Regions from separate parts of the Anas platyrhynchos genome. Here region 1 is linked to region 2. Evidence: chromatin contacts called from public Hi-C data. All regions are on one chromosome and are shown on one strand. The core of a region is the stretch at or near the end of the contact, and the rest is flanking DNA. Distances in the headings are between cores, read along the strand shown. Region 1 holds the start of KANK3 (KN motif and ankyrin repeat domains 3). Region 2 overlaps MARCHF2 (membrane associated ring-CH-type finger 2).

Region 1 (7,439 bases), core at 2,190-4,689, 83 kb before region 2:
ACATCCACAACCAAACCTTTGGGACCGAGCATTGGGCACTTCGTTCCTCTCCCTGGCCCCACTCTGCCCCCAAGCCCAACGCCTCATTTTAACGAGTCGTAGCAAGTGACTCACTGCAAATTGCTCAGCTGGCCCCGGGAGCAGCGCCTGGGACTGCACGAAGCTCTCCTCACACAGGGATGCTCCACGCTCCTACCTGGCTCTCACCCGACCCTGGCACACGGGGATGAGGGGCTGGTCCAGCTGGGCAGGATCAAAACCTGGGCTCCCTGACCCCACCAACCCATCCCAGCTGATGAGCATCCTGAGACAATTGCCTCTGCCTCCTTTGGGATCTTCTCGGCGAAGAGCTACCTCCGTGCTGCCACCCCATCCCGGCCTCATGCCCAACAGGCTCACGCGTCCTCCTCCTCGCTGAACTGGGGAAGCGGCCGGGGTCCTCCTGCACCGGGCCTGGTGCCCTCAGTGCAAGTAAAAAAAAAAAGAGCCGAGGCCAGGATCGAGTCCCCACCGGGCTTTGTGCTCACCGTGGATCATGCAGGAGGAAAAGGGAGAGCAGCAGCAGCGGCCGCGCGGCCCCGAGCACGGGCGCATTTCCTCGGGGAAGCGGCCCGGCAGCTCCCTTCCGCTGCGCGACCGGGAATTGTCCTGCCTGGGGCCAAGCCAGGAAAAGCCACCGCGCTCAGCACCGCCGTGCTCAGCTCTGCTCTGCAGGGGGCTGCAAGGGCTGGGCACCGTGACACGTCCCATAAAGCTCGTGGCAACGGTGCCCCTGCTCTGTGGCACTCGCTGCCTTTTGGCCGTCCCCTCCACGCCAGTGACCCAGGGCTGGGAGGGGAGGAGAGGAGAGCATCAGGCCAAAGTTGAGCTCTGGAGGCTCGAGAAGAGGAGCTGACACGCAGCAGCGGCGAGAGGGTTAAGTCCCCACGTCCCAGCTGTCACCTGCTGGGCTCGGCCACACAAAGCCAGCCTTGTCCCTGCGGCCGCCAGCACCGCGGCACCAGTTCAAAGAGCAGCCGCTCTCCATCTCTGCTCAAGCCAGGGCGGGGAGGACCGTGTCGGTGGCTTTGTTGCAGAAGGCTGGGTTTTGGCAGCCTCGGCTGCTCCCCTGGACACCGGGCTGGGTGCTGCCGGGTGCCTCCACAGCCCTGCCGAGCCAGCGGGCACCCCTGTGCCCAGGAGGAGACGTGCCAGGACCTGGTGCTGTGCTCAAAGCACCGGTCCCGGGGATGGGAGGCCCCTGTGCCATCCCAGCTCCCTTCGGAAGAAGTTAAAGCATCATTTCTGGCCCTGGCATCTCCGCACAAAAGCTGGTTGGCACAAGCTGCAGTGCTGCTGGGGAGGCTCTTAAGCAAGACGGGGATGGACAAGGACTGAGTTGTCCCTGCAGAGCCGGGACCGTGCTCCGCGCTGGTCCCACACTTGTTTTATCCCCTTGCTGTCGTACTGATGCCCACACAAGGAACTTTGGGCCAAAGTGGAGCTCCTCAGCTCGAGTACAATAAAATCCCACAGCAGGTGAGAGGCCCAGGAGCCAAGCTGGATGCTGAGCTGCGCCCACACAGCCACTGGAGCTGAATCTGCCTTCCAGGCCTGGAGAGGAATCCTGGCTCAGGACCACCCAGCACCGCACCCCAGGCTGAGCCCAACCCACTGTGAGCCGCTGGCCTCGTCCAAGGGGCGATGCTCCTCCAGTGCCAAAGCCCAGGGCCAGTGGGCGAGCGATTTTTAAGCTTTGGCCACCTCTGCACCGCATCCCCTAGCGAGGGGCGCAGCGGGGCTGCTCCCCCAGCCCCACGATCCACGGGGCTGGAGCGAGGCGACCGCCCAGGGCTGGACATGCTGACGGCGCTCCCTGGCCGTCCTCCGAGCCAAAACACTGAGGTCATGAGGAATGTGAGAAGAACAGAGTCCAGAGCAGCCCCGGCCAGTGCGACTTGATTTATCTTCGCGAGGCACGTTTCCCTTGAAGCTGCGCACGGGCGATAAGCCCTGAAGCCCCGGGCTGAGGCTGTTCCAAAGTTAAAGGGAAACCACTGAGCAAGCAGGCGGCTTCCTCCGCAGCGAGAGGGCTGGAGCTGCCAGCGACCTGCTGGGATTTGGGATCCTCGCACGGAGCCGTCACAGCCCCGAGCTGGCTGTCACAGGGACACATCACCTGCGATGCCACCGCCAATGTGGTGGGCTGGGCACAACCAGGGGGGTTTGGGTGCTCATCGCCCCTTCCCCTCAATGCCTCTGCCCCAGCTGGATGGGACAGACGGGGCAGCCCGTGCCTGGACCATCCGGGGCTGCAGCAGGTCCTTGGCCACGCACGGGGTGGGTGTGCCTGCACTGACACAGGGACGGAGGGAGGGGAGAAAAGTTTGGTCTTCCCCACAGCCTGATTTGAGGGCTGGGCTCTTCTTTCTGGAGCTGTCGTCACCATTGCCTGGGTCGGCCGGTTTGGAGGCCAGGGAGCTACTCGGGCTCCCACCCGCTGCAGCGATGCTGGGACCTCCCCGAGCTCACACAGTGCCCGGACAGCGGGTGCACGGTTGGCTCGCCTGGGGAATGGCTCTGGGTACCCCACTGCACCTACAGGGCTCCTACAGCTCTGCTACAAAACACCTAACGCTGTTCCTGCACCCGCACGGCAGCCCACCAGCATTTTCCACCACCACCTTCCAAATTTTTCGGGGACGGTGACGATGCACGGGGTGGACAACAAACCCCGACAGCCTGTGCCCGTCCCGTGGCAGGGAGGCTGAATCCACGCTGGGTGGGCGCTCAGGCATGGGCAGGGGACGGCGGCTTCCCCAAATGCGTGCGAGGGCTGAGCCCTGGCCTCGCCCTCCCCAGCTGGGAGCACCCCGAGCCCCGTGTGCCTGCAGCACCTGAGGAACCCCACGGCACCCATGGGTCCCTGGGTCCCCAGCACCATGGGGTGCCTGCAGCCCCCCAGCACCACGGGGTACCCCCAGCACCACGGGGTGCCCGCAGCCTCCCATCCCGGGACCCTCCCGGATCCCCCCGGGCCCTCCCCTCCCCGCAGCCCCCCCAAACCCGGGACCCCCCCAGATCCCCCCGGGACCCCCCCTCCCCTCCAGCCGCCGTTGGCCGGCCCGGCCCGGCCCCGACGGAGCGCAGCCCCCGCTCCAGCCCCGCTCCGTCTCTCTCCCTACCGGGATGCCCGGAGCCCCCCCGACACCCCCGGGGGCTCCTTTGGGGCTGCAGCAACCCTTGGGTGGGCCCCGTCCCGCCGCCGGAGCCGCTCCCGGGCCCACCGCCCCTCACCTCGGCGGGCCGAGCCGTGCCGTGCCGGGCCGTACCGAGCCGTGCCGGACCTCCGGGCTGCTCCCGAGCCCCTCCGAGCGGGGCCGTGCTCCCGGGCCCGGCGGCTCCGGGCTCGCAGCGTTGCCCCGCCGCAGCCGCGGGGCCGAGGGCCGAGGGCGGGCCGGCGGCGGGGCCGGGGCGGGGCGGCGGCGGGCGGGGATCGCCCCCGGCCCGACCCGGGACTGGCACCGGCCGCCGCCGCCACCGCCCGGCACCGCCCCCGGCACCGCCCCGACGGGATCCCGCTCCCCGCCTCGACGCCAGCGGGACCCCCCCGAGGTGCCCCCCGGTCCCGGTGGGGTCACGAAGCTGGGTGCCCCCCACCCTCGCCTCCCCCTCCTCAGTTTGGGGGACCCTCGCTCTTTGCACCCCGGGGGACGAGGGGTGCCCCGAGCGCACGCAGCTGGGGCTGGGGGGCTCTCCCTGCCCGGCTCCCACCCCCCCCCCAGAATTGGGGACCCCCCCCCCGTGCTGCTTGCCCTGGCCGAGCTCCCCAGGCCCAGCTGTGCCGGGGGGCTGGCAGCCTTCGTCTCGTTTTTTAGGCTGCTCGGCTCCTTTTCCTGCCAGATTTCTTCCCCGCCTGCTTTGCACGCTGGCGAGGTCTGGGCCCGTTCTCCATCCCGCAGGGACCCTCGGCAGCTTCGTGCCATGAAGCCTGCCCTCGCTCTCTGCTACAGCCTAGATTCGCCTGCTGAGTCCCTCAGCACCGATTTCGTGTTTCTTTTTCCTTTCCAGCAGGATCCGTCCCCAGCTGCTGAACCCCTGGGTATTTTTCCACGGCCGGCTCTTCCGTCATGCTGCTCACGGGAAGAGCAGGAGAAACAAGACATGCTTCCCGACATCCCTCCCAGCTGGCAGCTTGGGGACTTCCTGACAAAAGGTTTGCATCCGGACGGAAATACCTTAATAGCCCTAATGGCTCTACCTCTCCCGACAGACACCAGCCCTCTCCAGTCCATTTACATACTTGGCCTCTCCGGCATCCTGTGGTAATGAGCTGCGTGATTTCATGCCCTCATTCTGTACCCAAAGCAGGTCTAAAATAGCACCGCTCCTGATGATTCAGTGACTGCTCAACAAAGAAATCATTAGGTCCTCCGTCCCCCTGCAGCTTTCCTTCTCCATCAAGATCTGGGAAGGTGAAACCCAGCAATGAGTCAAAACCAGCCAGCGCCCACCCCCTGGCTGCACGGCTCCGTGTCCAGGTCCCTTGCTCCTGCTCTTGGACATCTGTCAAGAATTTCACCCATCGCTAAACTTTTCTTGTTTCCTCCTTGCGAATATAACAAGAAAAAAAAAAAAAAAAAAAAAAAAAAAGAGGGAAAGTTGTGGAAAAAAGAGATTGGGAAAGCGAGGTCTTCCTGCTTCTCCAAGCCTTGTGAGCTGGTGCCACCCCAGCAGAGCTGTGAGAAGAGCAGGAAGGCCTCTTACAGCCCCATGGTCTCACAGGGCATGAAGACCTGGGCTGCCCGAATTTGTTGCTGGAGCGCAGAGCTGTGGTAGCTCAAAGACATTTTGAGGACAAAACTCAAGAGCAGCCTTTGCCCAAGATGCCCTCCGCTGTCAGTGCGAGCTCCTGGCTTTGAGCTCTGGTGTCCAAGGGCAGTCAGCCCCGAGGGATGGTGCTTGTTTCTAACATTTGTGGTTTATGCAGAGCTCCAATGCAAGAACGCAGACAGAGACGTCCCAAGGGCCGGCCACGGCTTTAACCACAAATCACAAATGCTTCTGGGAGGCGGCACGGGGAAAGTGCTGGGTCTGGGCAGTCAGATGGAGGAGGTTTTCCTGCAGGCTTCCCCTCGGGGCTGTGGCAGCCTGAGCCAGGACCGGTCCGAGTGGTGGCACCCGCCTGGCTGGGCTGCTGGCCCCGGGCAGCAGCATCCGAACCCGTGCTTGGAGGCAAAGGGCGCTGCTGGCTTCCCCGGCTGGGCCTCGTGGGGGTAAAGCCACAGCCACGGCACTGCAAGGAGGGCTGGCTGGGCTTTTGTTGCTGTTACAAGGGCAGTTTTGCCAAAAGAAAAAACAACAAAAAAACAAAACAAAACAACAACAAAATGTTATGAGACTGGAATGTGGCAGCTGAGCTGTCTGAGGCTCTGCAGAGTTTCATGGCATCGTGGCAGGGTCCTGCACGGCTCTTCCAGTCCCAAACCTTGGCACTGGCCGGGGAGAGCAGCCCTGGGCCTCCCAGAAGCAGCCATCTGAGCAAGAAGCTCCATGACCCGATGAGTCTTCAGTTCAACAAAAACATTTAAAAAAGATTTTTTTAAAAAAAGAATTTAAATTTAAATAAAAAAATATATTTCTTAAAGAATTTAAGAATTTAAATTTAAATAAAAGAATTGAATTTTTTTTTTTTTTTTTTTTTTTTTTTTTTTTTTTTTCTGAGGCCCCAAAAGAGGGCCTCAGAAAATGGCTTTTCCTTGTGAACCCCCATCCTCTGCTCCCCGCCAGCCCTGGCTGTGGCTGTACATGTGCCCATGCCTCGGTTTCCCTATCAGGACAACCCCGATGCTCCCAGTCCCTGGGGTCAGTTGGGGGATGCACACACGTGTGCATGCGTTGCGATGCGCAGCAGCGTGATGGGGCGTTTCTCTGTCGCAGACCACAACCAGGACCTGGAAATCGCTGCAAACTGCCAGGACAGGCTGAGTGCACATCCCTAGGACTTAGCACAGAAACCAAGCAGGGTCGGTGTAACAGAAACCTGCAGAGCTCGGCCAGGCTTCCACGGCTCTGTCCCATCCGGGGCAGCAGCTCCCAAAGCCCTCCTGGCCGTGCTGGGGGCTGCTGCCAGTGCCGGCCCGGGGCAGGGAGAGCCGTGCATGCTCAGGGAGCACCTGGAAAAGCAGCCACTCGGCTGCGTTTGAGCCATTTCCTGGCAGACTGAGTTAATCTCTGCTTGCTCCAGCTCCGCTGCGCCTGCCCGAGCCCCGTTCCCAGCTCCGTTGCCCCTTGTGTGGCCCCCCAAATGGGCTCGCCTGGCCGCACCCGGAGCGGGACCCCCGGGGACCCCTGGAGCAGGGCTGGCTGCTGCTTCCTCCGTAGGAAAGCGAGGTGAACGCCTAAATAAACCAGCGTAAATAAACCAGCCCAGCACGCCGCCCTGCCAGGAGGCTCGGCCGTCCCGCTGGCCGTGGCAGGATGTCCTTGTTTTCTGCCTGCAGGTCTGCGAGCAGGCAGGAAGCCGATTTCCTCTCCTTGCATCTCTGCTCGGATCCTTCCTCCCTGGGACATTGTAGAAGCAGCAGAGCAAAACAAACAGCCCAAAAACGGAGCCGGAGCAGCCTCCACAGCTACTGGGGGGGCTGCCTGGGGACACCTGGAGGGTGGGGGGCATTTGGTTGGGGGCTGCAGGACGCCCACCCCGGGCCCACCGCTGGCAGGGAGGGGGCTGATGGTGGAGGGGAAGCTGCACCCAGCCGCGGTGTCAGTCCCCATTTATCATCTCACGCACCGACGTCTCCACTTCCCTGTCACCTCCTCGGGGACACCCTCCAGCCTGATTTAGTGCCACCGTGGCGGATGCTTGAAGGACAGGCCACGTGCAATGTCACCCGCTGTCTGTGCACCTCCTGCTCCATGTCACCCCCTCCCACGTCCCACCCCGTTACCCTGTGCGCCCTCCCATCCCCAGGTGCAGGGTCCCCTTGTCCCTGCGTCCCCTCTCCTGTGTCCCCTCTGATCTGGCCGCCTGCAGGTGATGTTCCTTGCCTGTGTGGCACAGCGGCTGCAGGCTTTTATCTCGGACAATATTTAGCACTCCTGGTGTGGGGGATGGCCGGGGCGGCTTTTTTCTTGTGTCTGTTTCCAGCCCAGCCTTATCAGGGCTGAGGAAAGTGTTGTGCAGATTTTCTGCGGCTGGGATTTGCTTTGGCCAGAGGCCAGCTCCACTGACAGCACCGCAGGGACTGGCCCCAGTGGCTGGCACCTTCCTGATGCTGCACAGCCCTAAATGCACCCCAGCAGTCGGGGGAGCGGGGTGCTTCCTGGGCCAGGGCTTTCTGGGCACTCAGGTCGGGCTGTGCATGTAGGATCTGCAGCCGGAGCTGCTTTGAAAAGTTGTGCCAGTCGCTTAAACGCAGCACTCCTTAAAAACTGATCTTTAAATATTTTATTTTATT
Region 2 (7,480 bases), core at 3,976-6,475:
ATCCAGATTAAAACCGAGTCACCACTGCACTGATGAATTGCTTTTCCCATATCTGGTCCCATTCCCATTAATTCCAGAGGAATTATGTTCCCATCCCACCTCGCTCTGGAAGCTGTGCTCTCCTTCCCACGTTTTTATCTCCTCTGGGTGCCTGGAGAGCTGGCAGGGCAAAAGCCCCCCCGGCTGGAGAAGCATTCGAGCTGCATTTTGCAAAACTGATGCTCGGTTTTAATGATGACTGCTTAGTGGCCCGCTGACTGTCATTGACAGGGCAGCCCCATGCAGGAGGTGGCTTTAGACCACGGTGCTAAACTGAATCATGTCTTTAGAAAAGCAATTTGTGAAAGAGCATTACAGCAGTGGGTAGGACTGGCTGAGCCTTATCACTTTGCTCCCAGCTGCTGAAACACATAAAACGTCTCTGACCAAAACCTTTGAAATGACTGTTTCAGAGGTTGAAAACCAATGCTTTAGAGCACTTGGCAAGGGCCAAAACATTTGGGAAGGGCCTTGAGGACGTGCTGCAGGCAAGCCCAGTACCAGTGAGCTGGTTTGGGCTTACACCGGCCAAAATTTTGAGTGTGGGTTTCAGATGTTTTAGCTTAAGAGCTACTAAAGTATTCAGGGCCAGAAACAAACATGTGGAAGTGCATTTAGACATAGCTCACAGATGCTGTAGCACCTCATAACTAGTACAGGCTTGGAAAACTGCACATTTGAATAAAAGGCAAAAGAGAGGTATGTGCCGGAGGAGTTTCTCCTCTGCCACTGACCCCTGTGCCCCCGGAGTGAGCTGTGATGGTGCCAGCAGCGCCCACGGGTCCACTGAGCCCCAGGCTGGGTGAAGAGGTTTTAATTCCTCTTGAAATCTGCGATTGGTCCCTGCAAGCTGTGACCAGCGAGCACTGTGCGAGGAGCATGAGGCAGTGAGCGCTGAGTGCATGGCGAGGCAGCATTTCGTGGTCGTAATGCAGGAGAAATGCTGCCGGTTACAGGCAGGAACAGAGCCTCCAGCCACTCCTGACCGCTTGACAGCTGCCACAGGGGTTGAGAAGCCGAGGATTTGTTACTTCTCAGACCTGGGGAGAGTCAGGGAGCACAGAGGAGGGGACGATCTGCCCTGCTGTGCCGGGGAGCAGGCTGTGTGGGGTGCCCTGAGCGCCTCGGGGGCTCAGAGGCTGGCTGAGAAGTCACCCGTTACCTACCTGAGGGCAATCCCTGCCCTGAGCAGAGCCCAACTGCAGCTTGCCATCATCATACGGCCCCCAAGCCAGTCCCTGGCCTGTGGTTTGTTGGCACCGAGCTTTTTCTCTGACTCACAGAGCAGCTGTAGCCCACTTTAATTAATCTGGAGGTGGCAGCCTGCTCTAGAACTTCCCAAAATTGCTCACCTGGCTGGCAAGACCTCATATTTTGGCTGTACCACACTGTACAACACAAACGCACTGATCCCTGCCCCTGGAGCCCAGGGAAATTGCCCTGCAGTGCAGTTTTAATTTTTTTTTTCTTTTTCCTCTTCGTGCAGAGCCCTTCTGAAACAGCCCGTAACCGCTCTGCCTGTTTGCCAACACTTCCCATTAATACCCTCTGTCTGCAGCCTGGCGTAACCTCATCCCCTTGGCAGCTCGGACTGAAACTCGTCACCAAATCATTTTGGGAAGTTTCAGCCCCAAATTGTTCATCTGGTTCTCAGAAGAGGGCCAGGGAAAGAGGCCGCTTAGTCACTCCCAAATGACACGCTTCCCTCCGTTGCCTTATCTGAGCGATTCTCCCCTCCCGGCTGATGTTGCTGGGGGGTAGGGAGCGTTTTGAAACTTTCGGGGAAGTGATGCTGGCGTGTGAGCGTGGTCAGCAGCTGTGCTGAGAACCTGCTGCTCCCTGAGTGAAACCGGCTGGCACGTGCCAAGGAGCACCCCCGTCACGCCGTGAGAGCCTCAGCCCTGGGACAGACGGAGAGCTTGGAGTCTCCAGCCCTGGAGCAAAGCTTCCCCTGGGGTCTGCCCCATCCCTGCTGCTCACCAAGCCCCCGCCGTGGCTCTCAGGGCTCTGGCCCAGCCCTGGGCATCTTGTGGGGCTGCTGTGGGCCTGGGCTGGGCCCTGGGTGCTGGGAAAGTGGCTGCGTGCTCAGGCGAGGAGCTGGTGATGGGAAAGGGACGGTCCCGTGTGGCCGAGCAAGTGAAGCCTCTCCTTCGCCTGCTAAAGGGCTGGGAAGTCAAAGCAGGGATTGCTGAGCAGAGGATAAATGGGGTGCAGAGCAGGGCTGGGGGGAGAGCCGGTCTGAAGGGCTCTCAGGAGGGAGCCCCAGCTGACTGGGGGCTGGAGGAAGCATTTTACCGAAAGCTGTGGGGAGGCTGCACGGCTGAGTCGAAATGCTTCTGCAGAAGCTGCAGGAAGTTCTTGGAAGTCAGGAAAAGCCACAATCAAAGTTGCCTTAGCTTTTAATTCAGTTCTCTGGTAAGCCTGCGTTGCGGTGTGGTCTCTGTGTGGTCGCAGGCTGCGCTTTCCAGGATCAGCACGGGGGCAGAAGATGCACACTGGCCAACTTTGTTTGTCCCGCTGTGTTGAGCCTTGAGCTCTTCTGTCCCTGCTCTCAATACAATTATTTATTTCCCAGTGGGCTTCTTTGGGGCACTTGTTGCTGTGACAGCTGAGCACTTCACAACCAGTAATTTAATTTTGCAGCCTCCTTTTGAGAGGAAAGACAGCAACCTTGCTCAGCGTGGATTAAAGATAATTTTTTAATAGAATCGGATTTTTATTTTCTTTAACTAGCCATTTATTTATGTTGTAGGCTGTTCAATCTTAAAATAGTAACAGTGTTTGCTGCCAGCATGCCTGATCTCTCCTCCAGCAGTGGGGGACTTGTCAGAGCCCTGAGCCAGCTCTGGCAGCCATGGGCTGGCCCGTGGGTGCGGGGAGGAAACCTCCTGCAGTTCAGCCTCATTCAGTTATTTTTTAACTAAGAAGCTAGTGGAAAGCTGAAAAAAGCACAGAAGACTTTTGTTGACTGCTCTGCTGTCAGACTACTGGGCTGAATGCTTTTTTGGGAGCACGCATGAGGTGCTGTGGGTGAAGATGGGGAGTCGAACAGCAGCCCTGGGTGCGTAGGAAGGGTGGGCAGCCAGCAGTGCGGGGTGCTGCCAGCTGGTGCCTGGGCTGCACGGGGCTGGGACAGCTCCTGCCTGGCTCTTTGAAACGCCCTCTGGCACGAGAGGGTTGCAGACCAGGTTTGTCGTATGAGGAGCATGTCCCCAGCAGGCAATGAGACTGCAGAGCCTTGGAGAGAGACGGCTTGCCAGTACTTAGCATCCCTACGTTAACGTTAATTTGATGTGCATCTGTGTGTCTGCAGGGAAATGACCTAAATCTGTGAGGCTAGCGAGCGGGGCTGACACGGGTGTGAAGTCCTGAGCAGGCTGTGTGTGTGCTTCTTGGAAGGCTTCAGCAGCAGGGGTTCCGGTGAAGCATTCAAACTGCAAGTTGCAGTGCATGCAGCTTTCCTGGAACAGGTAGTTTCTGCTTTTTTTTTTTTTCAGAGGTTAGACACAGAAAGGAGTCATCTTCTGAAGATACCCATATCTCTGGTGTCCAGAGCGTTTTGGAAGGAGGAGCACAGCCCTTTGGAAGTGTAGCACTGCTTCATTCTAAACAGCTTTCCCCCAGGCCATGGATGGTCACGCAATCCTCCAGGCAAGGTTGGGTTTATTTGCCCTAGCTTTGTCCACCTTAAATTTGCCAAATCCCCGTTTTATTCTTTAGAATCCTATAGTCTCTGGAGAGAAGGAAATGCCTCTTGTGACCAGTTCATTCCTGCCTCCTTAGAAACCTAGGTTAGGGTGGGTCAGCTTGTCTGGAGGTGCCTGCTTTTTTCTGGCTCTAGACAGAGCCAAGAGAAGTGCTGTTTCAGGCAGCTGGTTGTACAGGGGTGTGTGTCCCACCTCGTAGCATTCTCCTGTTCACATAAACCCCTTTCTTTGGTTTGCGGTTCAATCCATCACAAACCAGTTCTCTCTTGCAAGGTGCTCTCTCTGCTGAAGATTGTTTGTCCTCTAGGATTTGGGGCAGGACTGCATGGATTGGGATATTTGGTGCTGGATTTGATGCGTCATGCATTTCTAGAAAGCATCATCAAAGGTGATGCCGTGGCTTTGTTTCTGTGGCCACAAGCGAGCGCTGCCCTTCTGCATGTCTCCTGGTCAGTCCCTGTTCCTGAGCCCTTCTGGCCTGATTTTGTTTTCAGACTGTTCCCTCTTTGTTTTCTCAGGTTATCAGCAGAAGTATTTCCTTTCCATGGGTTCTTTGCCATGTGTATTTTGCCGTGGCACTGACCCTCGAGTCCCATCTCTCATCTCCCCGTGCTGCCTCCTCAGCCTCATCCCTTCTGCTGGACAACCCCTGTGTGCACGGCGAGCTCTCTGCACGGAAATGGCCGGGGCTGGCAGCTCGGGGAGGTGTCGGAGCAGCAGCCGTTTAATCCCAGCAACACGTCAGCCCGCGTTAAAGAGGAAGGATGCGTTTCTGTCCACACATCATTTAAGTCCCAGGGAGAGGAACAGGATGACAGGGCTCGGTTGCGAGTGGACGTGTGTTTTTGGTGCTGGGGCCAAAGCTCTGGCTTTGCTAAAATTTCCGGGATGTTGAAAGCCAACGTATAAAAGTAGCAAAAAGACCTGGTAGCAAAAAGCTAATGAGTGTTATGCATGACTTCTTCATAATGCCTCTCTAAGCCTTTAATACCATTGCTAAAGCAAAACTTATATGAGACAGCTCGCTAATTACAAAAAACACCTCTCTGGTGAATCAGGCAAGGACTGTTCCATATTGTCACCGCTGAGCAGCTTAACCACTCCCCGTGTTTCTGTCCTTGCAGGCAGGTCTCATGGTGGAGCCTCAAGAGAATTCCCCATCCATGTCTTCAGAGCTGGTGTTTTCCTGCAATGTGTGTGTCACTGTGCTTTATTTCAAAATGCCAGCGTTGGTAATATCTGCCTGTCCCTGTGCTTCTGCAAAACAGTTCTTTCCAAGTGTGTTATCCACCACGGGAGACTGACAAGTGTTTTTTTTGTTGCTGTTCCTACTGTTTGTGTTCTATTAGGCAATTTCGATTAAAGACATTTGTTTTTCACTGATTGCTAATGCTTTTGGCTTGCTTAAGCTGGATGCTTTATATAGGTCAGTGAATTTTGTTTTGTCTCGTTTGGAAGTTGTGCTTTCCTTACACAACCACTGTCTGCAAAGCTTGGTACACGTTCTCAGAGGCATTTGTTGGGCTGTGGGGGTTGTGCTGTAGCCCAGGACACCTCCCTGGGTCTGCCACATGCAGTCTTTCTGCTCCTCTCACAAGTCTCCTGTAGCTGTGAGAGGTGCAGATGCAATATGTCTGTTACAAGCAGGATGAGGTTTGCAGGGAGCAGTGGTGATGTTCCTATTAGCCCTGCTTCTATAACTAGGAAAAGAAATTCCTTCTATAACTAGGAAAAGAAATTTTGCTTTTGGGCACGGTGCCCAGCGCAGCGGTCGCTGCCCCTCCTCCAGTTCAGAGAAGTGAGATGTGACGTGAGCTCTCCCCACCCTTCCTCCAGCCTTATCTTCCTCACAGACAGGCTTTTTTCTTTGCTTTCCTCGAACTCCTCTGCTGAACTCACTGCACCGTTCTCCATCTCCTCCACGTTCCTCTGTCCCCTTCCCCAACTTGTTGCTGTGGTCTCTCTCCTTTCTCAGTGCAAGCTGATGTTAGACTCCAGCACCTAGTAAAAATAAAACAAATCACTCGGCTTCAGCTGAGTCTTGTTCCTCTCTCATGTTTTCCTTCATCTCTTTGCTTGCATGTGCTGTCTGGAGATGTTCTTTCCCAGCTCCCACCCTCGATCCTCTTGGTGTTTCTCAGTGCGCTCCCTGGCATTGCTCTGCTGGACCCAGAGTGGCCTCTTTGAGGCCAAAGCTAGGAATTTTCATCCCTGCTCTCTTGGCAGTTACCGACACTGGCATCTTTCTTACATCTCTGCCTTCACTGCGTTGTCCAGCCCTGTTTGTGCTCTGGGGATCCCTAGGAGCGGGGCTCCTCTGGGGTGCAGCTGCTGGCGGTGCCGTGATCCCATAGCTGTGCATTTTGTGGCGTGGCATTTCCCGTGGTGGCAAACCACAGAAGCACACACTGGTATGTAAGGAGGAGTCCCGGTGAGCTGCAGCTCTGCAGAATGGTTGCGTGGCCCTTTTCTCGAGGAGCGCTGAGGGCTGGAATTGGTTCCTGTCCCGTGTGCTCCTGCAGTGCCGTGCATGCCACTCCTGTTCCCTGCCCTGTTTTTCCCTGCAGCTGGAGCTGGGCTGAGGGTGTGGAGAAGGGGATCTCAGGCCCCTCTGAGAAGAGATTCAGCTTTTGGAGGTTTGTGGGGCATCAATAGTATCCGGCTGTGCAGTAGGGAAAAAAGGCTGAGGAGGGTCGGCTGTTCCGTGGCACTTGACCGCCCCATGTACAGGGCCGGGGGCATTTCTGGCCTCAGCTCCCGGACCTTTGGCTGCTCCATCAGAAAAGGTTCCTCGCCTTGGGAACAGGAGCAGGACCGTCCTGCTGGGCTGCACAGGTGGCTTGTGAGGAGTTTCAGTTGTTAAACACGGACCTGCAGGGAAGGGATGGGACAGTCCCTCTGCTGGAGCTGTGGTTTTCGGATCAGTGCGATTCTCGGGGCAGGACAGCGCTGGTCGTGCTCCTGTGAATCCAGGTCGTGCTTTTCGTTCCTGCCTGACATAGCCATGCAGCAGGTCAGCGATGAAAGGAACAGGCACCCGAGCAGCCACAGGTTAACGGTGGTGGATGGGAAGGACGCGGGATGTTTTGTACACATGTGGCTCCGTGCAGCCAAATGATTCCTGTTTGTGGTGGCAGCGATGGCTGGAACAGGCAGCAGGTTACTGCGGCTGTGACCGGTGCTCTCCGGAGCAGGTAGCCCAGCTGCAGGGCAGGGAGAGACCCGAGCACCCGCTGGGACGCTCCTTAATCAGCCCCTGCCCCTGCTCCTAGGTGACAGGATGTCACCCAGCTCTCTGGGCTGGGATGGGCTGTCTGGAAGACTGCTCTGATACACCGTGAGCTCTGCCGTTGGCTTCCAGAGCAGCTGCTGTAACGCTGGTGCCTTTTTCTATGCGCCCTCCTTCTCCTGCCTTCCATCACCTGGTGCTTAGTCTAGTTTCGTGGGCACTGGAGCACCCAAAAATCAGAGACTCATCATTGCACAGCCCCGCTGTGAGTCCAAGAATCATGCTCTGCTCCACAGCCCTGCTGATCCCAGTAGAAAAAAACAGCTGAGAAAGCCCCAGGATTGTGCTGGAGGACAAAAAACGTGTGTGCAGCAGGAAGGACCTCTTGTCGTGCAAGCAGGGTGCTTGTTCCCAGCGGGGTGTCCTGGGAGCCAGCTCATAGCCGAAGCGGGCAGAGCGGCCAGGTCAGGCTCTCTGCCTCCAGGCTCACACTTGTTTGCAGCAC

The links. Hi-C and Micro-C count contacts between places; a contact is called where the count stands out from the background.
Region 1: a contact with region 2 is called in a Hi-C map of small yellow follicle, with 2.4 times the contacts expected there. The contact joins the promoter of KANK3 here to the enhancer-like site in region 2. A contact is called at or near these places in 3 of 8 Hi-C or Micro-C datasets (liver, small yellow follicle and subcutaneous adipose tissue).

Annotation. Positions count from the first base shown.
Region 1 is chr29:4,082,738-4,090,176 of IASCAAS_PekinDuck_T2T, reverse strand. It overlaps KANK3 (KN motif and ankyrin repeat domains 3), which reads right to left and starts at 3,439. Exons shown (of 11, transcript XM_038169092.2): 1 at 3,312-3,439.
Region 2 is chr29:4,001,171-4,008,650 of IASCAAS_PekinDuck_T2T, reverse strand. All of the region lies in intron 3 of MARCHF2 (membrane associated ring-CH-type finger 2), which reads left to right. Among named protein-coding and RNA genes, the nearest start is that of MARCHF2, 21 kb to the left of the region's middle. Within about 2 kb of position 5,225, at least 5 of the 8 cell types and tissues checked have an H3K27ac peak or open chromatin away from gene starts, as enhancers often do. A contact at or near this core is called in small yellow follicle and subcutaneous adipose tissue, where this site is marked.